3 separate regions of the Mus musculus genome follow, and regions 1 and 2 are each linked to region 3. Evidence: chromatin contacts called from public HiCAR-type and promoter capture Hi-C data. All regions are on one chromosome and are shown on one strand. Each heading gives the region's core, a stretch centred on a gene start, on an enhancer-like site or on the middle of the called end of the contact. The rest is flanking DNA. Distances are from core to core; before and after follow the strand shown. Region 1 holds the start of Nxt2 (nuclear transport factor 2-like export factor 2). Region 2 holds the start of Kcne1l (potassium voltage-gated channel, Isk-related family, member 1-like, pseudogene). Region 3 holds the start of Col4a5 (collagen, type IV, alpha 5).

The links. Promoter capture Hi-C pulls out the DNA fragments that hold promoters and counts their contacts. HiCAR-type assays count read pairs that join an accessible place to other places.
Region 1: a contact with region 3 is called in a promoter capture Hi-C map of cranial neural crest. The contact joins the promoter of Nxt2 here to the promoter of Col4a5 in region 3. A contact is called at or near these places in 2 of 39 promoter capture datasets (cranial neural crest and hippocampal neurons).
Region 2: a HiCAR-type map of astrocytes shows a contact between it and region 3, with 4 times the contacts expected there. The contact joins the promoter of Kcne1l here to the promoter of Col4a5 in region 3. A contact is called at or near these places in 4 of 39 promoter capture datasets (cranial neural crest, embryonic stem cells, hippocampal neurons and 1 more) and 1 of 115 datasets of contacts at active chromatin or transcription factors (astrocytes).

The regions. Positions count from the first base shown.
Region 1 is chrX:142,224,851-142,229,628 of GRCm38.p6, reverse strand. Nxt2 (nuclear transport factor 2-like export factor 2) reads right to left here and starts at 1,452. Exons shown (of 4, transcript NM_172782.4): 1 at 1,248-1,452; 2 at 19-105. The coding sequence starts at 1,262.
Region 2 is chrX:142,304,486-142,308,818 of GRCm38.p6, reverse strand. Kcne1l (potassium voltage-gated channel, Isk-related family, member 1-like, pseudogene) reads left to right here and starts at 2,621. Exons shown (of 1, transcript NM_021487.1): 1 at 2,621-4,066. The coding sequence starts at 2,794. The coding sequence ends at 3,225.
Region 3 is chrX:141,473,194-141,477,391 of GRCm38.p6, reverse strand. It overlaps Col4a5 (collagen, type IV, alpha 5), which reads right to left and starts at 1,973. Exons shown (of 53, transcript NM_001163155.1): 1 at 1,577-1,973. The coding sequence starts at 1,657. It overlaps Col4a6 (collagen, type IV, alpha 6), which reads left to right and starts at 3,316. Exons shown (of 45, transcript NM_053185.2): 1 at 3,316-3,583; 2 at 3,779-3,830. The coding sequence starts at 3,573.

The DNA of each region.
Region 1 (4,778 bases), core at 203-2,702, 750 kb before region 3:
AGAGACTATAAAACTCACATGTCGTCTTTTGTCCATTGTCTCATAGTAAATATTGACAAATTCCTCGGCAGCTCTACATGCCTGATCCACATAAGTTTTAAAATTCTACGAGAAAATATTCACAAATGTAGATTATAATTCCACCAATCCCCCCTCAAGCACAAAATACACAAAAGAAGTTGTCAATTTATGCTCATCATTCTAAAGCTGCATTTGAATTCCACTCCTATGACATAAATTTGAGTATTAAGATTAAGGCACAAATTTCTGCTTGAAAATCTGCTGCTAGTTTTAGGTGTATGTCTTTAAAACACATTCATCTCCCATCTTTTCATTCGTCACATATGAATCTTGGTTCTTTGCTTGGCATGTATCTGTAACTCGGAGATGTGCAGAGGCAGGGACCCTAGGTGTGAAGTGTGGGCAATTATTGAGTAGGCTAGCAAAGCGCTTCATTTCAAGCGCTTATGACCAAGCTCAAAAGCTACTGCGATTAAAAAACAAACAAACAAACAAAAAAACCAAAAAAAAAAAAAACCTGTCAAAATAGAAGTGAACGTCTAAGCAGCCTCACGGAGACATTTTTCTTACGTTATATAACCACTCACTCGTGTCTGGAAGTGAATTGCAGAACCTAAGAAATGAAACCCCTCAGATCCATTCTCACCAGAGTATCCCTGATGAAGTAACCCTTTTGTGGAGGCAGTTCTAGTCTTTGAAATAAATAAAAACAATCGCCACCCTTTTTCAGGGATCCGGAGCTTTTGCTTGCTCTATCTATCTATCTATCTATCTATCTATCTATCTATCTATCTATCTATCTATCTATCTATCTATCTATCATCTATCTATCTATCTTTAAGCGCCAACGGAAAGAGGGCCACCTAAAGCCACCGGCCACAGAGCTGCATCCTCACACAGGCTGCTGGACTCCCACCAGCCGCTCCATCTCCGGAGCAGGGGGCGGGCGGAGGGCGCGAGCTCCGCCCCAGGGGCTGGCGGGCTGGAGCCTGATTCGCCACTCGCTCATGCTCGCGCCTCCTCCCTTCTCCCTCCCCTCCCCTCCCCCCTCCCCTCCCCTCCCCTCCCTTCCCCTCTCCCTCCCCTCCCCTCGGCTGCCCTCCCCTCCGCTGCCCTCCCCTCGGCTGCCCTCCCCTCCGCTGCCCTCCCCTCCCCTCCGCTGCCCGAGCCCTAGCTTGCTTGCTCCTCGGCCAAGCCGCGGGCGCCAGGAGGTGTCACGCACTCACCACTGCCAAGGCCATCAGGGGGCTGGAAATGGTCTGCTCCAGAGCTGGCCCCGGAGATGTCCGCACTTCCGCGCTCGTCTGGGTCCTTTGGCTGTGGAAGGATGAGATGTTTAGCAACAAAACGAACCTCGCCAATGGCACAGATTTCTCAACCCGCCCATTGTCCCCCGGAAGTAGCTCAGTCCGGTGTTAAAATCACCCCGATGTTCCAACTTTAAGCAGCGTTTCCCTTCAGTTCCGAGTGATCCCGCCCATCCGTTTTAAATTACTTGCAAACTGTTTATTTACCATAAGAGAAACAGATAAACGAAAAAACTAACCAACCTACACCATCCCCCCAAAACCCCAACAAAACAGAAGGGGAGGACCTTGCTTTTGTAAGCTTAATATGGAAAACAAATACATCTCAAGTTCCCAGCTACCTGTCCTGGCACAAGTTAATATTAAATATTCAATTTTGGGTGGGAACCTCTTCACACGAGGAGGCGGGGCCAAAATTTGAAGGCCAACGAGAAACGGGGGGGGGGGGAATCTATGTCCGTAGCCAATAGGAAAAGGGGGCAGAACTTATGGAAAGTAACACCAACCGCCAACTGCACGAGGGCTGAAAAATTTTAAAGTACAGGGGGTGCTGAAAACTGTTTAAAGTACGGCCAGTGGGGTTTAAAAACTGTTTAAAGTTCTAAAATGTTCTCCATTTTGAGCCTTGGCCACTAAGCTTCGCTGGGCTGCCTACAATTTCTCACGGTTTAATATACAAGCATTTCACGGATTCTCGCCACTCTGGGGGGATTATATAACAAGGACTACCCCCCTAAACCCTACGGTGTGTGTTTCCACAGCGTATTCAAGAACAGCAGGACAAGAAACAGTTTAGTAGTGATCACAAGCACGTTTCTAAACATTTTTACTCATACTCAATTATTTATGACAACTATAAGTTAAATATTATTTTCTTATCAGTCTATTTAAAAAAGTGATTAACCAGCGACTACCTAGGATTTAAGTACAAGTAATGTTTCACTACTCCACTGCCATTTTTTGTTTGTTTTTGTTTTTTGGTTTTTGTTTTGTTTTGTTTTGTTTTTTGTTTTTGTTTTTTTTCGAGACAGTGTTTCTCTGTATAGCCCTGGCTGTCCTGGAACTCACTCTGTAGACCAGGCTGGCCTCGAAGTCAGAAATCTGCCTGCCTCTGCCTCCTGAGTGCTGGGATTAAAGGCGTGCGCCACGACTGCCCGGCTCCCACGACCGCCCGGTTCCCACTGCCATTTTTTTTTTATTACGTATTTTCCTCAATTACATTTCCAATGCTATCCCAAAAGTCCCCCACTTCCCTACCCACCCATTCCCATTTTTAAATATCACTGCCATTTTTTAAAAAAACCAATGATTTCAAAGCGGCTACCGCCGGACTTCTAATTTTTGAATCAAAATATTTCTATAAACTTACTATTTGTAGTTGATTTGTGGCTCCACCCAGGAACTGCCCGAGTTTCCAAAATGTTGGTCCCCATTGGACCAGTTACTTCGAAATTTTTTCATATCTTTATCCTCCGTCAGCTCTCACTATCCCACTAACGGTTACCGCTCACTTCTCCAAAGCTGAGCAACTGAACGTCACTGCGCGTGCGCCTTAGTTACTTCACTTTTTTTTTTTTTTTTTTTTTTTTTTTTTTGTCGGCGATGATGCTCACTTCCTGTATTCTTTTTTTTTTTTTTTTCGGGACAGGGTTTCTCTGTATAGCCCTGGCTGACCTGGAACCCACTCTGTAGACCAGGCTGGCCTAGAAGTCAGAAATCCGCCTGCCTCTGCCTCCCGAGTGCTGGGATTAAAGGCATGTGCCACCAAGCCCGGCTTACTTCCTGTATTCTTATAATTCTTATAACTTCCGGCGCGGCTGCTCCCACAAGATGCCCCACTGTTCTTTATATGCTAATGAATCACAAGTCTGTATCTTCAGTTCTAGCTTTTTTATGGAGATGAATTATACATACTGAATTTGACTAATAGTGAAAATGAGAATGGTCTGCATGTTTCTCGGGTTTCTCAGAAACTCAAGTCCAAAATTTAAACTAATTTTATTCCAGTTTATTTCAATTCCATAATTTTCTCAATCAGTTATGTGTGGATCTTTGGATTTTTTTATTAATGTTTGGTTCTCCTCTTATTCTTTATTCTATCCACAAGTATTTATAATCATTTACTGTGATCCAGGCATTGTGCAAAGCTCTAGCTGCTAAGCAGTGAACTTAGTGGCCATAATACCACTGCAAAGCTTAATAACAAAAATGGCAAAAAATCAAGTATGTACTAATAAGGTTTAAAGGAATTCCACGTAATGAATTTTGAATATCTAGTTTTGGCCACTCTCTAAAACATTTTCTACCCCACCATCTCTCTCTGTCTTTGCCTTTCTAATCCCCTTCCCTGTTCCTTCTTCCCTCCTGCGCTCCTCCCCCTCACTCTTACCTCTCCTTTTTATATTTAATCACTCTCTCCCCACCACCATAGTTCTAATATTTTAAGCCTATCTTGATGTGTTTTTTTAATTTATTTTTTACAGAGTTCTCTCCAAAATTTAAGAAAATTTTAAGAAATTACGTTTCCTGATAAATTAACTACTGTTCATTGTTATATTGGTTTTGACTTTTCTTCAGTACAGGAAGGAATTTAATATAATTTCATTCAATTGTCACAAAACACAGAGAGGTAAATATTAATATTATCCATATTTTAAGAATTTGAGGGGCTGTAGAGATGGCTCAGCAGTTAAAAGCACTGAGTATTCTTCCAGAGCTTCAATTCCCAGCGACAACATGGTAGCTCCCAACCATTTGTAATATCTGAAGAGAGTGTCAGTATACTCACATACATTAAATAAATAAATAAATAAATAATCTTTTTAAAAAAAGAATTTGAGATGAAACTCAAATGAGGAAAAAAAAAACCAAAAACCAAAATAAAACAAAGAAAACCTTGCCTGGGATGACACAGTCTGGTCTGGAGAGATGCCTCAACAGTTAAGAGTTGCTCCTGGGATGTGGGTTTAGTTCTATCACCCATATCAGTCAGCTTGCAACTATCTGCAACTCCAGTTCCAGAGATCAAATGTCTTCTGGTCTTTTCTGGTATCAGCGTGCATATATTCAGGCACACTCACATCCAAATAAACATGTTAAAACAAGATGATACAACTGCCTGATAAAACATATTGCCATTTATTCATTTAATACTTAACAATTAATTTATTTTTATTAATTTATTAGAAGTAGAAACTTAACAGTTTTTGAAAGTCAGTTGTGTTGGATGGTGTTTTGTTGGGGCAACCATGAAGGAGTGTTTTGTTGAAGTAGACATAGGTTAAAGGATGCTGTTTTAAAGTAAGTATGTGAAAGGACACATGATGGAGGATTTTTTTTTGTTAATGGCAAATATGAACTGGTCTGTCTTATATTGTGTAGCTGAGCTTTATTTGTCAGGACTTTATAGAGAGAATCATATTTTTGGTGGTATGCTGCAGCTTCTTGCTG
Region 2 (4,333 bases), core at 1,372-3,871, 830 kb before region 3:
AAGGAAGAAGCAGCCGGTCGGATCTGAGAGATGCTATGCAGAAAGAATCAGAGCTGGGCATCCAAATTTGACTAAATACTTGCCAGGTAGCAGGTGAAGCTATGTAAGGAGACACTTTCCAAGGAAATGGGTATTAAGAGAGAATAGCTGAGGACTGGGTGTTCACAGATTCCAACAGTTAATTGGAGGAGGGAAGAAGAGGAGCCAACGGAGAAGACAGAGAATGATGGGTCAGGGAGATAAGAGACACTTGAGAATGCAATGCCAGGAGTGCCAAGGCTAAGACAGTGACAGGAAGAAATTGGTGCTTGCAGTATCAAATTTACCTTTGAGGATAGACCCCTGAATTTGACCAGGAGGTCACAGGTGACCATGTAAAGAGAGGTTTGGTGGAAAGCATTCAACAACAGAGGCAGAAGAGAATAAATAGATGAGGCTCATAGACCGTACCCGTGTATGAAAAGTAATTTATTACAAGGGAGAACATATATAATTTTTTTGAGTCAGGGTCTCACTACATATCCCTGGCTAGCTTGGAACTCAGTATATAGATAGGCTAGCCCTAAACTCACAGAGTTGTTCTCGACTCTATCTCTCAAGTTCAGGGATTAAAGACATGTGTTACAAACCCCCAGCCAAAGCTTACAGTTTCAGCATGTCTACTTGACTTTCTTATTCGTTTCCTTTTTATAAAAATGGAAGTCATCTTATGAGTTTCATAAGCCATCGAGAAGTCCAAGGTTACTCTTCCTTTAGTACTGACCTTAGATTTTTTTTTTTAAGGCGTGTTTTAAAAGACAGGAGAAGTCTTTTAGTTCCAACATTTTTATCTCTGGAGAGTTACTGCTTTGGAAAGTCCCTAGTGGTGTCTTGTGGCATTCATCATCCAAGTCACTTTAACAGCCATTCCCTGATCGAAGCCCCTCTGAGCTGAGCAGCCAGAGGCGTCCAGCCAAGTCATGTGAAAGGTCTCTGGGGACTGTTACAAGTTGTGAAGCTAGGAGAGAGTGGTATCAACCTCACCCAAACACCTAGAAGGCTCTGGCCTCTGAGGGGAGAATGGGCTGAGGGGCAAAGATGCCAGCAAAGCTCTTTAAAATGTCAAAGCAAGGCTGGGGAGATGGCTTGACAGTTAAGAGCACTTGCTGCTCTTCTGAGGACCCAGGTTCAATCTTAGCTCAATAACCGTCTGCAACTCAAGTTCCAGGGGGCTATCTGATACCCGCTTCAGGTCTCTGCAAGCACAAGACATTCATGCTGTGCACAGAAACTCACGTGGGTAGAATACTCAAACACATAAAATAAAATATGAAGACCCCCTGGCACTTACAGCTTGGCCTCTGGATCAAATGGCATTTATTGATCAGGCAGCTTAGCTCCCTGAGTGTCCAGAGGGCATAGGCTTTTTTTCAGCCGTTCTCTCATTATTGTCTCCATGCAGCCAGACCTGACCACCACTACCTCACTTTGTCTACTTCTCTTGTCTACAAATCCTTTTCTTAGTCTATATTCAATTTAAGACAGCTTAAAGTTTGGGAATAATACGTGATATTGTCATCTACAAACGTTCTTGACTGCAATCATGTTTATCCTGTGAAGCCTGTGGCCCCCAGTCCTAAGGTTAGACATGCCTGGAACTGATCTTTGTCCAATTGCCTGTTTCCCCCTACCCCAAGAAAACATGACTGTTCCAGAAGCCATCAGACACTAGAGTTACTATCAAGCCTTGGAGAGTCCCACAGCATTGACTGAGAAGTATGTTTTCTAGAAAGGGCATTTTTCAGACCCAAAGACATCTAGAGAGTCATAGAATTTTGTTGTTGTTGTTGTCCCTGCTCCTCCTAATAGTGGAATTAGACGTCATTTCTGGGAAGATGGCTTGGTCAAAGGAAACAAGGTAACACTGTGCATAGACCATGCACATCTGAAGGCACATGGGTGACTGTCAAGGTGTGCTATCGGAGCAAGCAAGACTACTTCCCTGCAGTCTGGTGTATTATTTAGGGAGCATTTTGAACAACCTGGGAGTCTTCCATTGTGTTGGCCTACGTGATCAATCACTCTGGCACCAAATTTGCCTTGGGTATTTTCTAACTAAGACACTCTCTTCAGACCACAGGTGGGAAAATGTGAGAAAAATGTGTGAGGACTAGAAAGGAAATAGGCCTTGACTAACAGGGGTAGGATGTGAACAAGGGGTCTCAGCTGCCATAATCCAGCTAGTGCTGATGGAAGACATCTGAAATCTTGCTTGGGCATGCTCCAGGGCAGGTTCTGTCTTAGGGGAGGCAGGCGGCTGCTGTATCTGGGCCAAAGCCAGGCCTGCAGGGCTGGTGGCTAGAACTTGGAAGGAATTCTCTTCCGCAGCCCAGGGTCCAGGCTTGGCCCCAGTATGCAGCCTTGCCAACCTCTGCTGCCTGGGGCCTCGCGCATTCCGAGCCCCCACCCTCTCCGCCCCTCCTCTGGGCTCGCCCCATCCCTTGTCCCCTTCTCCTCCCCCTACCAGCTGTCCCCTTTCCCCTAAGTGGCCAGACAGTCTGAGCCTGGAAAGAGGCGGCGGCGGGCTGGAGGGGGCGTGGTGGGGAAGGGGAGGAGGAGCAGGGGTGAGGGGATAAGGAAGGCCCGGCCTGAGGCCCCAGTCACTGAGCGCCTGCCGGGGAGCTGGGTGCCACCTCGCTGTCGAAGTCTCTGCACCCTGCCTGCTCTGCTTGCTCCCCTTGCTCGCTTGCTTCCCCTTGTCCAGGGGGAAAGGTCAACTGCGTCCTGGAGCCTCCGTGCCACTCTCCAACAGCTATGAACTGCAGCGAGAGCCAACGGCTGCAAACCCTCTTGAACCGCTTGCTGCTGGAGCTGCACCATCGTGGCAACGCCAGCGGCCTGGGCATCGGAACCGGCCCGAGCATGGGCATGGGGGTCGTCCCTGACCCTTTCGTGGGCCGCGAGGCGACCAGCGCCAAGGGTAACGACGCTTATCTCTACATCCTACTCATCATGATCTTCTATGCCTGCCTAGCCGGAGGCCTCATCCTGGCCTACACCCGCTCCCGCAAGCTCGTCGAGGCCAAGGATGAGCCACCCCTGGCCTGTGTTGCTGAGCAGGAATGGGTCCCCGCTGCCATCGCATCTGCCGACCCGGAGAATGGCCAGGGCTTGCTGGCTGAGGGCGGCCACCAGCTCGCAGCAGGGGCGCTGCCTGCGCTGGCTCAGGGCGCTGAGAGGGTCTAGATCCGCTGTCCTCCTCATTTTGCTTATCCCTGGGCCTGGCTCCCGCGCTTTTACTGCCGTTCCAGAGCTCGCTTTACCCGAGGCCCAGAAGATGATGAGAGGTCAGAACCCTTCAAGGCAAGGCCCTGGAAGAAGAAGCAGCGCCTTACTCACACCCGACCACCTTCTCTCTCCCCTCCCTTCCATGCCGGCAGGCACCCCTACCCCGCATATCCAACCGAATTAAACTGCCTCTGCTTTCTTGTCTTCAGCCAGCCCCAACACCATGCTCTAGCCTTCTGGGAACAGAATCCAGCACGTCCAACACTTGGCATTGAATCGAAGCAACGAAGTCTAGCAGAACTCTGGGGCCGTTTAACTGGCAGCTGCTCCAGGGGCTGCCAAGGACTGCTCAGTCTGCACAGCTAATGGGGTTAGCCATCACTGCCAGGCCCGCTGCAGCAGCTCAAGCTTTCTGTTGCCTTGGGGACAGAGACAAAGAGCACGAAGAGACCTCAGACATCTTTTCCTTCAGCGGGCTATTAGGGAGACACTATTGTGGCATAGAATGGACTGAAGGGGAGGGAAGGTTCAATGGGAAAGGAAGATCTATGGTCCCAGGGGTATGGTGTTCTTGTTTTCCTGTCCCCCTAATTGCCATCCCAATGGTCTGAGTATTAGTGCTTTGGACATCTGGCTTGGATAATCATTACTAGTTGCTTAGCCTTAATAATCCCAAATGCATCTCTTATATTGGTTCAGTTATTACTGCAATGTATGTATGCTTCATTCAGGGCCAGTCATCCCTAGCTCTGTAACCTTGGGGAATCTTACAGGCAGGTAATAAAGTTTGTTAATCAGTAGCTCAAGACTCTTGTCTCAAAGATCCCAGCCTTGAGACCCACTACTGGATAGACAGGGAACTGTCTATTTTTTTGTTTGGAGATGATGTTTGGAAATTGGGTGGTGGTGATTTCTATATTGACTATAGGCTGAATATGGTAGCTGTGGGGGTGGGGTGGGGGGAAGGAAAGAGCATATGCAGAGTCCCAGCTACTGAAGGTGTTGAGGCAGGAAGATCATTTGAACCCAAGATTTCAAGGCCTGCCTGGGCAACATAGTGAAGAAG
Region 3 (4,198 bases), core at 724-3,223:
ACACAAGTATAAATGGTAACTAAGAGGAAGGATTGCTTCAGAAGTCATCCACAAAGTTTTTGCCCATAGGGCAAATGCTATAAACAAAAGGCACTAAGATGAGCTTCAAATGAACTATTTTCTATAGCCCAATTATAATTTATTCTAACCATCTTTAGCCATATTGACTGCGGAAACCATACCCCATCAAAAATGCTCTGCACCAAAAGAACATTATTAAGTCGTATATCTACTTTGATGGAGGAAAATGATGGTATGCATAACTAAAACATTTTAGATGTGCAAGTTTTCCCACAGATTTTCTATCATAATTATGTTGTGATTACAATAACATCAAAGTTACTTTTTGTAACAGCAGTATACACAGTTTTTCTAGCATATACAGAGGGCAATGTGATCTGAGGTGTGCTGAGTCCAAAAGGAAGCTAACTTTGATGTAGACCCAGATGTCTGTAATATTGTAGCTGCGTCTAAAGGATTGATAGTCACTCCACCATGTGAAGGCCTAAGCTATGATGCCATATTTAAGTGGTTTTAAACATCCATTCTGTGTACTCAAATATAATACTTAAATAATTTGTCACACATTTAGTTGTTCACAGTTTATATGAAATTAAGTAGGGTAGACTTCAAACTGGAGAATATTTTCTGCAGCAAAGCCCTTCATTCCTTTGCATTTACCTCTTATCTCCAGAAGGAGAGTGGGTGTTGGGACTACCCAGATTTCCTGCTCAGGAACAGGCTGTGGTATCCAGTCTACATTCCTAAAGGCAAGTGGAACTTTTTGCTCTGTCATTTCGTGTGAGCATCCTCCCCCACTCTTCTAACCCATAGAGCTCATTCCCATTGGAAAACTGAGACTTCTTGTCCTTTAAATGGGTGAAAGGCAAACTCTCAAGTTGTTCAGGTGCCTTTATGAGTTTAAAAAGTGCAAGCCAACAGAAACCCATAACTTTTTTTTTTTAATGTGCAAAACTCCTGAAGCATAAGACTATGTATGCTTCTTTACTTCGTCCTGGTTGATAGGTTATTTTATCTTTTGTAAAAGAATGATGTCAACAGGTCAGAAAACAGGGCAGAACTTTACAAACCTGGGGTGGGGGGTGGGTTCATGTGGCTTAAGAAAAGAGCATATGCCAAGAGAAGAACTCCATCAAGGCTATTACCACACTGACCACAGTTCAATTTTAGAGGAACCAAATTTTAAACTATAAACCAAGGTTAAATCGTGCTTGGGCTGGGTCCAAGTAGTGAAAGAAGCTAGCTGGTAGACAGCTACCCTGGGTGGGGGATAGAGAGGAAGAAAAGTTTTAAATATCCTCCAGAGCCCAGTGACCCATTAATGTGCCTCCCACACCCTCTGCCCACTCTTGCCCCAGAAGAGGTAGCTACAGAGAAGTAAGCGGCCCTGTTTTTAAACACTTGGAATTTTCCCTCAGACCAGAGTTGGGAATTATATTTCTTTCTACTTAAAGCCAATTTTGACTTCCCTGGCCAAGGTCAAAGAGTAGGGAAGGTAAAGGCTCCAGTGGTTTCTGTTGGAGCGAGCAGTGATGGGGCGGGAGGGAGGACTTACCGCAGCCTCTGCGGGCTGCCCCCACAGACACAGGGCCAGTAAGAACCAGCCGGCAGCCAGGCACACTCCACGCACTTGCATTCTTCTCTGGCTCCCGCAGCTCCGTCAGCACCCGCAGGGAATCCCAGGTCCCTTCAGACCGATTGACATAATCTTGAAGGGTTATTGAGAAGAGAGCTAGAAAGGGGACAGTGAGTGTCCCGGTTATGCTGGTGCACTTGGGGGAAGAGATTTATAAGAGGGAAGCGATTAAAATAAGAGAGAGAGAGGGAGAGCAAGAACAAGAAAAGAAAGCTGTTCTTCCCTCCCCCCTCCCCTCCCCAAAGCCGATCTCTCAGGAGCACTTTGCCTTCTGTTGGGACTTGCAAACTTTCCTCACTCAACGTCCTACAAATCTACTTTCCTCGCTCTCTTCCCTGCACCGCCCCCTCCCCGCTGGCGCTGGGGAATTTGCGTATCACTCCGCCAGTGCTTCCCACTGCACCGGCAACCTGCGAGGGAGTGACGCTCAGTTATTTGAGGGAGGGAAACTTCAAGACAAGTTGACTGAACCCCACAAGTCCAACCAAAAAGATTTCTCGTTTGTTCATTGGCAGCTTCTCTTAACAGTACTCTTGCCTGCCAGTCCAGCTTTCCCTCAGATGTCTGCATCAAAGCCATTGACAAACAGACCTGAGCTGGGACTATTTTTTCCAGCGGATGGATTTCAGAGTGTGGTGCTTTTTATTGTTAATCATTAGAAACAAAGTTTTCGCCTCTGCTCCATGGGCTGCTGGCCTTTGCCTTTCAAGTGTTGGTAGGACAGTTTCTATATACAAACAGAAAATGAGAAAATATTAGATATACGTATATAAAGTAAGACAATGAACATATGTATTTGTGAATACCTAATGTATGTAACAACATATGCCATATAGGATGCATTAAGTAGGTTAATAATGTTAAAAGGTTAAATGTTATTGTAACTTACTTACTGTTTCTATTTACATGTATTGAGTACCATAAATAATATTTGTCACTTATATCAAGCTAAGGTAAAAGGTAGTGGCTGCCATCATTCTATTTCAGAAGGACCTGTGGCAAGCAATTATATAACATTAGCATAATTCCTTACAACTAAAACAAGCATCTCATTTAAAATGTCTATATGGAGTCAATAGTAGTTGAATTTGTGTCTCCTAGATGAAGTAGGCATGCATATCGCTTTGATAACTTGTAGACACTTTTAAGAACCAAAAGACCAAAAATATACACGATGTGGACTCCTTGGAGTGTCTTTCAGGAATTTGCTAAAGAATTCTTCTGAACATTTCTATTCTCAGTCTGGGATAAACTGCATTCTTTATATTTTGAATCCGTTTTATAAGGACCAATTCCTCCTCAGTTTTACTGGGTTTAGAGATTAGGCTTACAACTCCAGAGATTCCCTCCTCATCTTTCTAAAAGTTTAGTGAAAAAATAGGAAGTTAGAATAAGAGTCTGCACACTTGGGCCCTTGTGCAAGGTCTCTTTCAGGACTATCTGCCTATGTAGTAGTAGTGCACCCAAGTCTATTTTACTTTATGGAAATATATAATGCCTACTTGCATAGATTCTTGTGTATAGGTCTCTAGAGACCTGTGCATGAAACTTTGGAACGGTTATGTGCAGAGGTGCTTGAAATTGAGAAAGAGAAGCAGCTTCCCAAGGTAGGGGGAGGTGATTGACAGCAGGCAGCCCCGCCCCGTCCCCCTCCATTCCTTCCTCCCTGGGCTCATGGAACTATCTCCTGAGTGCTAGAAGTTGTAGCGGGCACCACTGCGTGTGTTTTCCTTTGGGGCACTTTTTTTTTCTAGCGGCTGATTTTAGTTTCTTCCAAATTAAGCCACTTCGCCCCCCTTCCCCACACTGTCCTGAATAAGGAACAAACTGCCAAGCATCAACGGAGCCCAGATGAGCCCGCGCCGCGGAGCAGCTTAGCAGTCTCCTGGGACCCAGCTCCGGAGCAGCCACAAGCATGCACCCTGGGTGAGCTGCTGCTGCTCAGAATCCCCCTCCTCTTTCCAACTTTGGACTGCTTTCCCAAGCCAGGACTATACTTGCACTTCTGTCACTGCGGAAAAAGTGGGAGTAGGCATCAAAAGGGAGCCCGGGGGAACACTTTCTCACTCAGGACCCTGTAGTCCAGAGAGCCCATGTTTCTCACCCTCCCTCTCCTTTCAGATTGTGGCTGTTCCTGGTTTCCTTATGCTTGACCAAAGAACTGGCAGAATCGGTAAGGCTTCAAAAGACCCCCTTTTTCCCCCTCTTCCTCTTGTGTTTCTGTTGGGGGTAACAGAGGGTTGCACCAAATGGAGCCTTTCTAATAGGACTTAATGGGGTTCCTGGAGAGGAATAGCAAGTATAACATTAGCCTAATGCTCTCCGGACTCAGCATTTTTCTTGTCCTAAAACATCCCTGTAGGTTTAGAGAACAAAAATTAGAGGTAGACAATGCAAGGTGCACACATTTGTGAATGTCTTCAGGACAATTTCAGGTGACTGGCCTCTGATGCCCTTTTTTGCACCAATAGGCAGACCTGCAAAGCTGAAGAAACATAGCTTTCCCTAACTGTAAGAAGGTGGATTGACGCATAAAGTTTG